Linked DNA regions of Anser cygnoides: region 2 is linked to region 1. Evidence: chromatin contacts called from public Hi-C data. All regions are on one chromosome and are shown on one strand. The core of a region is the stretch at or near the end of the contact, and the rest is flanking DNA. Distances in the headings are between cores, read along the strand shown. Region 1 has its middle 29 kb from the start of GPR12. Region 2 holds the start of CDK8 (cyclin dependent kinase 8).

Region 1 (7,139 bases), core at 2,553-5,052:
GCGGGCAAAATGAAATAAATTGCCTTGAAAGAAATCATTCATTGCAATAACTAATTAAATGGGCTGCATCTTCAAAAAAAGAAAAGAAAAATAAAGGTATCAGAATCCATTCCCTGTTCTTTAAAACATCAATCTGTTTAATGGAATTTGCTGTATCAGAAGCTTTCTTTCCTCTTTTATTTGCCTAGATAGGGCACAACCAAAGAAATCAAAGGACTTCCCCACAGCAGCATGAGAAATGGAGAAACAAGGAATGCCAAGGAGATGCAGCCTTTAAATGCCACAGTGGAGAACAGAAGAAGTAGCCTGCCTGCACAAGTGTCTGCTGGACGTGCAGAAGCTGCATTACAGATGGTTATGGACCAAGCTGGCTCAACACTGATTTCTATTCTCCAAGAGATTCTGCAGGGAAAACCTTAGTCCAGCAAAGTCATCATTTTGAGTAATCCTCTTGCAAATCATTGTAGGGACTCTGAAAAAATGTGATTTTTTCAAGCTGTTAAATCAGGCTGCCTGAAGAACCTTCCAAAATGTCATCCCACACCCAGCACTGCCATCCCAAGGGCGCCTGTGGTCACCTTCCCTCCGGACTGACACCTGGAGAAGGGGCTTTGCCTCTGGTCCCCAGGACCTGTCCCAGCAGTAGGAGGGCTCTGGATGCCACTCCAAGGCATGGAAATGATTTGCTTACAAGGCACAGGCACCTCTGCCCATTTCCCTCACATACTTTGCCTACTTTTTTCCAGCTCATGCTTGTCCTTTGGGTTGCTGTTTGCACCAGGTATCTCCACTTTGGTACCAGCAGTCCTTGTGTCAGCCCTTCAAGCTCCCCAGACCCATTCCCAGCTGCAGCCCCCTGCCCAACCATCCCCATCCCCTCTCTGCAGCCAGCCCTACTTCTCCCATCGCACCACACACCTTTTCTCCTCCCACCACCTTCTTCTGTCCTCTGGCACCTGCTGCTTCTTCTTGCATCTCCCTAAGTCCATCAGACTTCAGACAGACCTGAGTTGTGCAAAGCCGATTAAAACCAGACGAGGAAAAAAATGATGTCAAGAGCCCAAATAAAGTTCCTTGTGGCACTAATGACTGCATTTATTATACAGAAGGATGGAGAGCAGCTGATGGGGGGGGAAAAAGGGGGAAATAGCGCAGCTGAGACTTGCAGAACAGGGTGCAGGGACCCAGCCAATGTGCTGGCGTGCCACGTTCACCGCGTGCTGCTCCCGTGCCTCACCACAAACTGCACAGCACGCAGTTTTATGTACCTCCTGTGGGTGTTCAGTCAATTTTAATCGTGTTTCGTGTTGTGACAAGCTCTTGGAAAGAGACATTGTTCTGATGGAAATGTTTTCTTTCGTTGTCACCTTTCCCTTCTATTCAAGATCAAAGCAGATTGTAGAGAAATAGAGCCTGGAGAACAGAACTGGGGAAGCAGGTTGCTATGGGGCTCTCGCCAGCCCGGAGGAATGAACAACGCAACCAAGACAGAGCAATTCCTTTCCCAGACACGGTGCTGGCTGGTGCTGTGGTTACTCCCTGGACAGATCCAGACCAGAAGGAGGCTGTACGGGGAGACACGCCGCATGCTGTACGCGTGCACTGACAGCACGGAGCTTGCTGAGATGACTTGTTTCAATCTGAGTCCACTCCCTGCCTTGTGTCCTTGCAGCATACAATTAATATGGCAAATCTCTCTGCTCATGGGTGGGCTTTTAAATATGAAATTGCCCGGCCTCCTGTTCAGGTAACATAGCTGCCTGCCAATTATCCCTCAAATTCAGGCTAGACTGCAGGGTTCATCTTTTTTTTTTCTGTGGTTATATGGCTCTTGGCATCGCAAGATTCTGGCCATAACCTCAAATGCTAATAAAATGGAAATGTCTGCAACCCTTTTATTGTTCTGAAAGAACAAAAACCCCATCTGGAAACTGCAGACCTATCAAGTTTATTAAGAAAGGCAAAACTGATCCTTTTTATGTTATTAGCACTATTGGCTTGTAATCTCTTGATGCAGTTTAGACATTACAGAGTTTCAGATTTAATATTCTGCCCAGAGGATGATATAAAAGCCACTATTGATTTTCATTCCCTGTAAGCAGGCTTCATCTCTATGTAAATTAAAGATTCTATAACATATTTCACATTATAGATTAGTTGTCATTCAAGCACTGATCTATTCTTACACCAGCAGGCTGACAGCTGATAGCTTCCAGACAATAACACACCTAATGAAATCTGGTTCGACCTTTGAGCATTAACACCTGTGGTTTTGGATATATCATCAGGTTTCCTGAGGAAAATTTTGGGTGAATTTTATATATATATTTTTTCTTTTATGAAAGAATGAGTGGTGTACTTAGTGGTGCTGCAAAAAGCATCAGTCACCTTCGTTATTTTAGGGGAAGAGTGATTGCCATTTTTCACTGGAGGGGGACAGCAGAAGGTGCCAACATCTTCCATCTACCAACTATTCACATCCTTCCAGCATTTGGAGAAGTTCCAGGATAGCGAGAGAAAGAGAAGCAGCAATATAAATGTGCTAGGATCCTTCACACAAAGCAAATCCAAAATCCCAGCTGGCTTCTCCCCTAACAGCGTGCAGTCAGGAACACGGGCGCTGCGAACAGCTCTGACAGCACTCGGTGAGGGTGTTCCCTACAGGCTCTTCCCTTGGAGACCAGGAGACATTTGCTTTCTCCTCCTCGTAATGGTGGTGGAGACAGTGACAGGACCCACAGCTGGCATTAGGAGGTCTCTGAGCATGGCAAAATCCACGGCACTTCTCCCAAGCCAGGCTGCAGAGGGACCACCGAGGTCATCTGGGTTGGGCATTTTAGGCTCCGCTATGGCCATCAAAGGTCTGATGATGAAACCTGCTGCACAAATGCAGTCTGCACAACTAATTAGTCTGGTGACTTTTATTACTTTATAGACTGAACATAGATGCTCAGCTTCTCTAGGGCTCGAGCACACATCTGAACGAAGCTGAAAGCACTCACCAGCACAAAGCTGCTGCAGTCAACACCTCTCCCAGCTTTTTGGAGGCGTGCTCTTCACGGCGTGCCCATTGGTACCACTCGGTTACTGACACAGGACCAGTTAAAATCATCTGCAGAGGGCCATTCCCGGGGTCTTTACCCTCTTAGAGCCACCCTGCTAGTAGAGCAGACCACGTCCCAGGAGCTGTTTCTCTTGTTGCAGAACGTGGGTCAGTCGGGTGCCTCCGGGGAAAGAAGTCAGAAACATTTTAGTGAGACAATCAGCAGTTTTAAAGACCCTGAAACCTTACCAATTTACACAGGAATATTTACTCTGTGGCTGTGTAGTAGAATTAAATACAGGCATTAAGAGTTTGGGGAACAGTGAACAGCGTGAATCTCCGTATCTTCATCTCTTGGCTGGGGTCTCATACAGCTGAATCTTAATTAGAATAAACTCCGAGGCTTGCCCCTTTTGTCCACTGGAGGTCAGCAGCCTTCTACAGAAATACCGCTCCTCTTGTCTGGTGTAAAGGCTTGCAGGGGACAGAAACATCACAGCAGCACCCAATTCTCCTGACAGCAGATTTTTAAGGCTTCTGGTACAATGAGATGAAGACAGAAGCCTAGTGTGGGTCCATCACTCTCAAGGGAAGATCTCTGCTCGCACTTCCCTTCTCCGTCAAGCTAAGTCTTTAATAACATCGCACAAAGAAGTGAATGAACCTCAGATTTACCATTTTCCCAGGTGCTGGGCAGGCTCCAGCAGGGCAGAGGCTGCCAGGGTCCTCTCCCAGCTCCAGTGGGAGTCAAACCCCTCGCTCCCCTCCCAGGTCCGGCAGCGTCTCACTGAGCGGGGAACTCCTAGCGGGTGACACTGTGCTCAGGTATTTCCTGCTTACTTCATTATCTGGCCTCGTATTTGAATCAAACTCAAAAATGCAATGGCCGGATGAAAGGTTTTCACTATCTCGTTAATCCTACTTGGCTCGTTTTCTAGGATTAGCACCGGGGAAGCTGCCTGGTCAGGCAGCCACGCGAGCTGCCTAGGAGAGCTCTGCTGCACCACATGGCTTTCAGAAGCACGACAGCAATGCTTCTTCACCTTACGAGGCACAGGGTGTGAAGATGCAGGTTTCTGCCTCTCCCAGACTTAGAAATATACGATGGTGAGGAATGACGGTATTAGTGGACAAGAGTGAACGTGTATTGGAAGTGTAGACAGCTGCGACACGGAGCTGTTTGGCAGTCATGCACTTACCACAGCCACCTCCTGGGCACTGTCCATACCAATATTTTGGCTCACAAGTGCTTCTGAAGCAAATCTCCTGCTTCATCCCACTCGCCATCCCTTAATCCACGTGATGGAGCAGTGCATGAATTCAACTCCTTCCAGCTGAAGCTAAGCCTCAGACATGCTCCCTCTGGGTTTTGTTCACAGAACCAGACTAAAACCAGGATGAAGCAGAACTCCTGAAATGTCCGTAGTGCCGACCAGTGCTCCCTGCTCGAATTTACAGACACGCTTTCTGAGGTTCATGTAACACGGACACGGTCTGACCTGCTAGTTGACATCATGGCTGTTTAAGCAGCAGTTTCACCTATTTCCAGTAGTGTGCTTGTCATCCATAAATCTCAAAACAATTTGAGTAAGAGGAAAGTAATGTTATCAAGGACTCTCTTTACCTGTCTGTCTAAATTGGGCACCAAAGAGAAAATGGGAGGCATTAAGTGTGATTAGGTGTGACAGTGTCCCCAGTACCACGTATCTGAAGAGATGGAACCCCCAAAATCCACATTACTGTCTTTAACTTCTGTTCTAAGAAATGAATGGTGCCCTGATATCTTTGGTTCTGTTCTGCCAAGAAGTCAGATGTCCTAAGGGGTCAGCTTTGCTCTTACCTTCTCACCACTTCTCCATTATTTCCATTGCACTTACTCTCCTTGAGCCTACGTTTTTTTTTCACTTCTTATCTCCTGGGCAGCCTTGGGATCCCCGGCAGCATTCAGCAAACAGATAGGTGGGAATAAATGGCTGCAGCCCAACAAAACAGAAGCGATACCTGCAGCAGACTGGTAATTACAGCAATTGTGCAAAGCTCACAACTGGAAGCCTTAAAATTGAGCTGTGCTTTGGAAGTACATTTTACCCACATATTCCTTAAATATCCTACCACCCCGATTTTCCGTGCTTTACTTTGTGAGCAGAAAACATTCCTGGTTCACTACACTCCTTTTAATAATTCCTGTATTCATGAATTTTAAAAAAGATCTATTTACTATTTAAATGTCATCTTAATCTATTCACCCTAATCGGATAGCAAGGCCAGCCGCGTGTCAGTGCTGTTTGTACTCTCGCATCTCATATGATCAATGAAAGAAATAAAAGCTGAAGCACACAGATGGCTGGATTGAAAGGAAAGGTCATTCCATACTGGAACTGATGAGGTGAAGAGAATAAAATATGTAAGGTGACCTTCAGGGAGAAGGTTAAAACTTAGCCTCACCATCCAGAGGGCATTTCTGTATGGAGATAAAATAAAACAAATACAACGTGTCATCAATTATTCACTGAAATATCTTCACCTATTCTTTAGCACAGGAAAGATCTTGGCCTTTCTCGTCTTCCCCATCTCAGTCCTAAAATCTCTATTTTCCTACCTGCCATTTAAGAGAAAAAAGAATGCCATGAAATTATGGTGTTATTGTCCCCATTTAACTGAGGCATCCTGTACTTAAATGTTTTTTCTTAGATGCTACAGTAAGAGAAAAGCTAGACAACCCTCCGTGCCTCTCATCTCAAATAACCGTAGCTGTTAGCAGCTGCCTCCCAATTTGGTATATTTTAACAAGATTTAGAAATCCCTAAAGTGAGGATTTATTATCTCTTTCAGCAAAGAATGAAGTAAATCTATCATGCCATATAAATAATTCATATAAATTCTAGAAACATATCAAGGAATATAGGTCAGGAGGGGCGCCAGCGGAGAGGGATGGAATGCCCTTTACTTGGAGCATGTGGTAGACCTAAATTCAGTTTTCTAGACAGATTATGTCAACTTAAAGAATGAAGATGGCTCTTAAATCATTTAAAAAGCAAAGGGTGACTTGACAGTCGCTAGGGGTTTTGAAGAGAATACAGAGGATGAGATAAAATATAACTATTTTTTTCAGATAAGAATTTGTCTTATGTAAGTTAGGTGGGTACAAAGAAGGCGATCTTGGATATCTTTGTAAGAAGGGTTTGTGATATGTCACAATGGTGATTTTCAACAGTGAAAGAAAATCAGTGATCCATCACTGAGAGAAGCAATGAGCCAACCGGCAGGAGCCATAGATTTTAAGTAAACTCCAAATGCTCCCAGGAACCACTGACATTTATAAATAATGGAAACCTCAGTATATGTCAGTATTTCAAATTGGGAACTAAAGCATAGCGCTTCACACTTGTATTGGGTTTATGTGGAGAGGTTTTGGTAGTGGGGGGCTGCAGGGGTGGCCTCTGTGAGAAGAATCCAGAAGCTGCCCACGTCAGATAAAGGCCAGCTCTGCTAGCAAGAGCAGAGCCATGAGCGACGGTTGCACCTGTGTGAGAGCCCATTTAAGAAAGGGGGAAAAAAACCTGCTGTGCTACAGCAGCTGGGAGAGAGGGGTGAGAGCTGAGAGAGAAGCAGCCCTGCAGCCCCCAAGGTGAGTGCAGCAGGAGGGCAGGAGGTGCTCCAGGCACGCAGCACAAGTTCCCCTGCGGCCCGTGGAGAGGCCCCTGGTGGAGCAGGCTGTCCCCCTGCAGCCCACGGGTCCCACACGGAGCAGATCTCCACGCTGCAGCCCGTGGAGGAGCCCCCGGTGGAGCAGGTGGATGTGGCCTGGAGGAGGCTGCGGCCCATGGAGAGCCCCCGCAGGAGCAGGCCCCGGGCCGGAGCTGCCGCCCGTGGAGAGGAGCCCACGCAGGAGCAGGGGTCTGGGGGGAGCTGCCGCCCGTGGGGGACCCGTGCTGGAGCAGTTTGCTCCTGGGGCATGGACCCCGTGGTACGGAGCCGTGTGGGAGCAGTTCTGGAAGAGCTGCGGCCTGTGGGCAGCCCCCCCAGGCTCAGTTCGGGAAGGACGGCATCCCGTGGGAGGGACCCCATGGGGAGCAGGGGCAGAGAGGGACCGTGA
Region 2 (7,139 bases), core at 2,064-4,563, 200 kb after region 1:
AGCAAAGTGCCCGCCTCGGGTGCTGGAGCACGGAGGAAGCCCACGCTCCCACTGCAAGCCCTCTAGCGTCCCACCGCTTCAGTGCGCCGAAGCAAATACCTGGGAGTCAATTCCTGATGAACTCTGAAGGAGTCTGATCCAGTCAATTAAAGAAACAAACCCCTTTACGTCTCTGTGACGGTCCAACAAGCTTTAAAAATGCTGGCATATTTTTCTATTCCTGCCTAAGACAAACAGGTAGCTTTATAACCTGGGTTGAGCAACATTTCCGAGCGCCCAGGCGGCACACAAAGCAGATTTTTACGCAGGAACTGGAATTCTCTAGGCAATAAAAAGTGAACTAACTGTCCTAGTGCCACCAGCAACAAGAGGATCGCCTTCTTGATCCCAAGTCTGATGCCTTCTCTTGTACCCTGCTGCTCTAACACACTCAGCTCGGAGCCTGCTGCAGGTCCTGCGCTGATGGGAGAGGCAGCACCGCTCACCACACAGCCAGGAAGGTTCTCTTCAGCCACAGAGACTACAAACTTCACAACAAAAGGAATTGAAGTGAGAACCGGAGAGCCACACGCAGTTTTGCCATGGGCAGCGCACCGCGCGGTGCTGAGCTGTAACTCTTCGATTGGTGCTCACCGACCTGAGGGCCGGCAGGTTCAGGTTTGGGCACCGAACACCCGAGAAACACCCGCGGAACCGTGCCTGGCGATTCCCTTTTGGACGTTCTCAACACAAGCAGCCCGGCCCAAAGCCCTGCTTCGTGGCAAGGGGCGCGGCGCGGCTGCAGCAGCCGTCGGGCCGGAGCGGGGCTGAAAGCCAGGCTATGCCCTCGTCGGGTCACCCAAGGCCAGGCGGCCTCTCTGCTCCTTTTAAAAACCTTCTCACCACCTGAAGACAAGGTGGCTGCCTGCCTGCCCCCCAGAAGGCCCCCCCTGAAGTTCTGAGGGCATCCAGTTACCTCCCTAGGGCTAGGACACGTAGCTCCTAGCTAGTTTTGAACCGCCACGCTCCACCTCAGAGGCGGCTGCAAAGGCAATCAACAAGCGGCGAAGACGCTGCAGCGCTGAAGGCGCCAGCTCCTACGACCTGTGAGCTGCGTTTTCATCACCAGGAGCTTCTGAACACAGATTCACACAAGCTGTGCTATTAAAACACAGCTCTTCTCTGTAATTGTTCTAATCATGAGACATCCGCACGTAGAGCACATCACTTAAGAAGGAGCAGCCTCAGTAATCCCAACAAAACATTTGCAGTCCTGCAGTACGCCTCCTTCAAAGCACCCTAAAACACGTGACGCATTTTAATAGACATTGAACTTGCGTTATTTTAAATAAATTTGAGAATTATACAATGCAGTTTAAGGCAAATGCATATCTTTATAGGAAAAAAACACGCACGTTCAAGCAAAAGACAGCAAACAGCTTAAGGCATGAAGAAAGTTGGAGCTGCACGAGCTCAACCAAATGAGGTGGTTATTTTTTCCTCCAGCAGCATGAAACACTTGGGGGACATTCAGACAGCGTCATCTGGCAGATAACACCACACAAGCACTGCACTCCACCTTTCACACACCCGCCGCTGTAAGATGCACGTTATCACGGTGTCAGGAAATTGACTTGCTGGTCTCTATTTGCTTTTGCAATTTCTCTCTTTTTGATAAGGGAATCAGAATGGAATCTTTTACCTCAAGCCTAATCGCAGCCACACAATTTAGCATCACCCATGTGCAGCTAGACCGTAAGCTATAAAAACACCCGCTGATATTTACACCTTAAATGTTTTAGGGATTGTCTGAAGGTGTATTTGAGAAAGAGTTTGCAGATATCTGGCAGGGAAATGAGAAGTGCCAGGGAAAGGGACAGGGAAGGAAGCACTAAGGGAACAATAAGGCAAAAAAAAAGGAGACGACAATTGCAGCTCAGCAGTTTTCTGCTAAACCGGTATTAAACACCGTACCTTGACTCCCCCACCCTCCTGAAGAGAGAGGACCTAAAAAATCACACGCACTTGGAGAACAGAAAATTCTGCTTCATATCCCCCTCTGACTAATTCTCCTTTTCAAGCACACGATTCCATTTTCTGTAATTTCTGGAAATAACACTACCCCCAGCAACTCTGACCGCGCTCTCCCTAACATCACCAAGCAGACTGACAATTTCGTCGAATGAAATAAATCAGAAACCAGACGAGTTCGGAATGACTCCCGCAAACAGCCTGCAGGATCCAGAGGCAAAACGTGCGAGCAGTGGTGGTTAGCTGACTCATAGCAGCAGGCAAAATTCACGCCGAAATAACTGCGCTACGATTAATACCAGCGCGGGCAAGGCTGATGAGATCAGCTGCAGCCGGTCCCGCTGCAAACCTTCTGCAGACAACGGCTCCAGCACTGCTAAGCGAAAGCTTCAGAGAAGCCGATCCCATTTCCAACATAAAGTTAAAGCAGGCTGCAGGCAGTCATTTATCAAATGTGGAAATAACGCCCAGACTTTTCAAATGAGTGTTGTTTCAATGACAACGCACAGAGCACTGCTGTGACCAGGCTCATGGGAATAATGGATGGATGCAGCCGAGAATTTAGGACCTGTTAGCAAAGCCCTTGCCTCCCCGGTTTCTTTTGCTTCCCACTCCCTATTGTTCTGGTGCTGGTGCCATGTCAGGGATTAGTGAGAGCCAGCTGACAGTTCGCCCTATCTTTCTTTAAAGGATTTCTACAGGGAAATTTGTTTGCTGGAGTGTGTGCTAAAAAGCATCGCGAATAATGATCCCTGAATGCATCCGAGAGCCCTGCAAGGAGCAGCAGCCTGCAGCTCCAGCAGCAGCCTGCAAGAACACCTAAAATGGTGCCTACAAGTGATAACCCAGACAGGAAAGCCCCGTAAAAGAAAAAAGGAGCGGCTCCCCGCTCTACAAAGCCCGGCCGAGCGCTTTGAGCGCTGCTTGCTCCCCCAGAGCCCAGCGCCGCTTGGGGCGAGGGCTTCTCTCGAGCCGGGGATGCGACCCACAAAAAGCCGTCGGCACTCGGAGGGGACGGGACGAGAAGAGCCGGGTTGGGAGGGACCGAAAGGACCCCGGAGGGGCCACGGGGAGAGAAACCGGGAGGGGAGGGCACGGAATTGGGGGGGAGGGGGGGGGGGCGGCTCCTCACTCACCCGTCCTTGCGCTTGGCTTTGTAGACGTGCCCGTAGGTGCCCCTGCCCACCTTGCAGCCCTCGTACTCGAAGAGGTCCTCCACCCGCTCCCGCTCGCCGGTCAGCTTCACCTTGAAGTCATAGTCCATCTTCGGCGCCCCCCCCCCCCCCCCAACACCGGGCAGCCGCCGCCGCCGCCCCCCCCCGCAGGCAGCCGCGCACCCCCCGCCCACCCAGCAGCAGGACGAGGACGAGGAGTAGGAAGACGACGGAAAGGAGGAGGAGGAGGAGGAGGAGGAGGAGGAGGAGGAGGAGGAAGGCCCCGGGCCGCCCCCCGCCTCCCTCCCCAGCCCCGCTCCGCGGCCGCCCCCCGCCCGCCCGGCGGCACACCAGCCGGTCTCTCCCCCGGCGGAATACGGCCGCCGCGCCTGACGGCACTGTCGCAAAGCGACGTCGCAAAACCGCCGCGGAGCCGCCACCGCCTCCTCCTCCTCCTCGCCCGCTCGCCGGCCGCGTGGAAGGCGGCGGGTGGAGGGCGGGGCCCCGCCTCCTCGCCCGGCCCAGCATGCCTTGCGGCGCGGGGGCATGCTGGGAGGTGTAGTGCGGTGGGAGGGGTGGGCGCGGCGCGGCGCGGGGCATGACGGGAGTGGTAGTCCCGGCGGCGGGGCCGCGGGGCGCGCTGGGAAGTGTAGTCCTCAGCCGGCCTGGGGGCGCAGGGGGAAAATGAAGGGAGCTCAGCAAGAAAAGAGGGCAGAGGCCGCCTTTTCTGCAAATGTTTTTTTTTTTTTTTTTCATCAGCTTTTCCTGCCATGTGGGTTACATGCCACCCACAGCTAATATATACGTGTATTTTCTGCTGCATCGCTCCGTTTGCACTTGTATTGCTGGCAATGCTCCATCAGTTCGGGTGAATAGTCCCCCAGTCATAGGAGATTTGAAACATGAAGTACAACTTCAACTTTCTAACGAGAAGAAATCAATGTTGACACCTCAAGACCAACTTTTAGTTCAGCTTCATGGAAAACTGCAAACTTTTTGTGCTTTACTTTAAAAATCTATCCAAATATGATTTCAATAAAAAATGTTTACTTTGGGGCCCCATTCTTACAAAGAAAGAGACGACCAGGCCATGATCTGCTCTTCTTCACTTTCAGGTCCCCACAAAGGCTCTTTTCATCAATTGAATTTCTTATCTCTCATTTTGTCTCCTTGCCTTTTGTGCAATCTCAGAAGTCAATCTGAAAACACACATTTAACATGTCCTGCTGAATCTGGTTCTTCGGAGCTTTCATTTTTCTCTTTTTTTCTTCCCACCTTCATGGCTTGCTTTATAACATCCTTCTGTTCCAGGTCTTTTTGTTTCTAATGTTTCCTGCACACACGCTTTAGACATTTTTTCTTTGAAATCACACCTGTAAAACAAATCAGGGTTCCCCATAGCAAAACAACCTAGTACTGTGTTAGTGTTGATCATGTGCAGAGGGGCAGAGATAGTTACCAAAGCGAGCAGTGTCCTGACAGCAGTCAAGGCGGATTCACACCATAAACGTCTCTGAATGCAGGGAATTGTGTTTCAAGTGAAAGGCCTGGTTTGTCTGGGGACTGCCTGGGCTGCAGGAATGAGCAGATGCTGCTGAGTGTTGAGGTAACTGCACCGGATAAAGAGGGTTCTGTGCCCAAGCTGGAGCAGCAGTGCTGGAAGCAGAGCTGGTTTTGTTCTGTGCACGTTTACACGGCCACGATGCAGGTGCTAGAATCCGAATTTGTGAAGCAAAGTTTATGGTTAGGGGAACGAACAAAAAGCTACTTGCTCTGTGTTTTGCACTGTTAACAAATAGAGAAAAAACATATAAAAGTAAATCTTTAACTTTCTTGCTTTCTCAACATCTATTTTTAAGTGACTAATACACAATACTCAGTCACATCCCCATGCCATTAGAATGTTCACTTGCTCCATTTACCAATTTGCCAAATTTGAGCATAATCTTGCTTTTCAGGGCAATTTTTCATTTCAGAGTAGCTACCTGCTAATAGTTTATCCCTTTTTCCCTGAAGGGATATTTTCTGTAGCAGTGTGACTAAGGTGTTCCCGGCTTGGTACTGAGTGAAAGAGGGCCAGTCCTGATAAATGCTGTACATCTTCCTCTTCTGCTTAGATCAGTGAAAGCTGAAAGCAGAAGAATAATGTTGGTGGTGTTGTTTCCTTTTTTGTTGTCATTGTTTTTTTTTTTTTCCTTTTCTGTGTGTAAAGAAAAACAACCGTACTTGCACAGTGTGAACACCTTCTGGAAACCTTGCACTTGCTAATGCGCAGATCTGTTAGCTGAATACTGACAGCATTTAAGAACGCAGTTTACTTGAAGCTAAAGTGCTGCTTCTGCAAACAGTTTGGTATGTAAAGTTAAGTATTCTGCATTTTGCACTTAACTATAACATTGATTTGACTAGCAAAGTGTCCTAGATTCTGGCAGGAGTGCAAGTTACCAACAACCATCTGCCCATTCTTTGGATCCAGGTCCGGTATAGCAGAGAGTTATGTTAGAAAGTGGTGGGACATCAGTTCGCCAGACGCGTGACCATCTTCAGTAACTCTCTGTCTGGCTGCTTTATGCTCCTGAAGAAGTCAGAGAATCAGTTCTAAAGAATCTTGACAGATCTTCAAAATTCTGCCTAGATTACTTTTGTTATTGAAAAGAGGCCTACTGTAGGAAAACAAACCCTAATATTGAATATTATTTGACTATTTTATATTATTTCAACAAACTGAATCATAGAAAGGGATCTCTGGAAGTTAGCTAATTCAATATTTTTCTTAAATCAGGGTTACTATTAAATTCAGGTTGCTTGGGGCTTTGTCTTGAAAACCTCTGTGGAGGGAGATTCCACAGCCTCTCTGGACCTGACTGTCCTCAGGGTGAAAATTCTTGTCCTTATACCTACCCTAAACATCCCTTCTTTCAAACTTACGGCAACAGTCTCTCCTCCCGCTGTGCACTTGGGCAAAAAGCCTGGCCCTGTCTTCTTTGCCAGTGCTGGCAGGCTGCCCCTTCTCCCAGCTGAACAAGCCCTGGTGCCCACGGCCGCTCGCATGGACGTGCTCCAGCCCGTGACCGTCTTGGTGCTCGCTGCTGAGTTCCCTCCAGCTTACCAATAATTTTCAGTATTGATATTGTTCTACTGAAGACCCCCAACCCGGGCACTCTATTATTAAGTTCTGTATTAAAAGATTCTGCCCTACTTACATATGTAATAAAATCTAATAAAGTTACTTTCTAAAGAAATTAAATGACTGAAGAATCAAATTAAAGCAGACTTTCAGAGCTTATTTTGAAAAATTTAGTAATTGCCTGAGGTTTGCTGCCCTCTAAAGGCTACCTTTATTATTATTGCAGAGGAAGTATTTTATTGTGGAAAGTATCCCTACAGTGCAATAATATTCAAGGAAAGATCTACTATTGTTATTTTTGTGCTAACTATGTGGCATAAAATAAACAAATACTGTACGTAGTTATATTGTACTGTTGTGAAGCATGAATATAAAATGAACAGAGAATTCTGCACCATAGGGAAGGTCAGTAGAAAAAGTCGAAAAAGGACTATTTCAGTAGAAGCTTTAAGTAAGGAAATACAAGTTTACTTATCTATTTTCCTAAAATATATTATAACCTTCTTCTGGATGAGCAGTCCATATATGGGCTTGACACCTGTGAAGATTTTGTGTTTGACTGTGATTACTAAACATCATACTATGGGAGAAAAAGATTTTAATAACAAAAGAAAATTTTGGTAAGTAACTGGCTTTTTTTTTTTTTTTTCCCAAGAGAGCCAGGCATTACTTTGTATACAAGGCAGGTACTCTGGCTTTTATTACCAGAGTAAAATTGGTGCTCAGGAAAGACTATTTTAATTATACCAGGCAAGGGAAATCATAGTATAATGTGGTAATCGCTAATTATTCCTGGTGTGGCAAGGAACCTGAATAACAACAAGGGTTCCATTTCTTGAATACACGCA

Evidence for each region. Hi-C and Micro-C count contacts between places; a contact is called where the count stands out from the background.
Region 2: a Hi-C map of liver shows a contact between it and region 1, with 2.7 times the contacts expected there. The contact joins the promoter of CDK8 here to the enhancer-like site in region 1. A contact is called at or near these places in 3 of 7 Hi-C or Micro-C datasets (granulosa cells and liver).

What each region holds. Positions count from the first base shown.
Region 1 is chr1:190,866,084-190,873,222 of Taihu_goose_T2T_genome, forward strand. No RefSeq gene overlaps it. Among named protein-coding and RNA genes, the nearest start is that of GPR12, 29 kb to the left of the region's middle. Within about 2 kb of position 3,803, at least 1 of the 3 cell types and tissues checked has open chromatin away from gene starts, as enhancers often do.
Region 2 is chr1:191,061,778-191,068,916 of Taihu_goose_T2T_genome, forward strand. CDK8 (cyclin dependent kinase 8) reads right to left here and starts at 3,314. Exons shown (of 12, transcript XM_066989752.1): 1 at 3,147-3,314. The coding sequence starts at 3,274.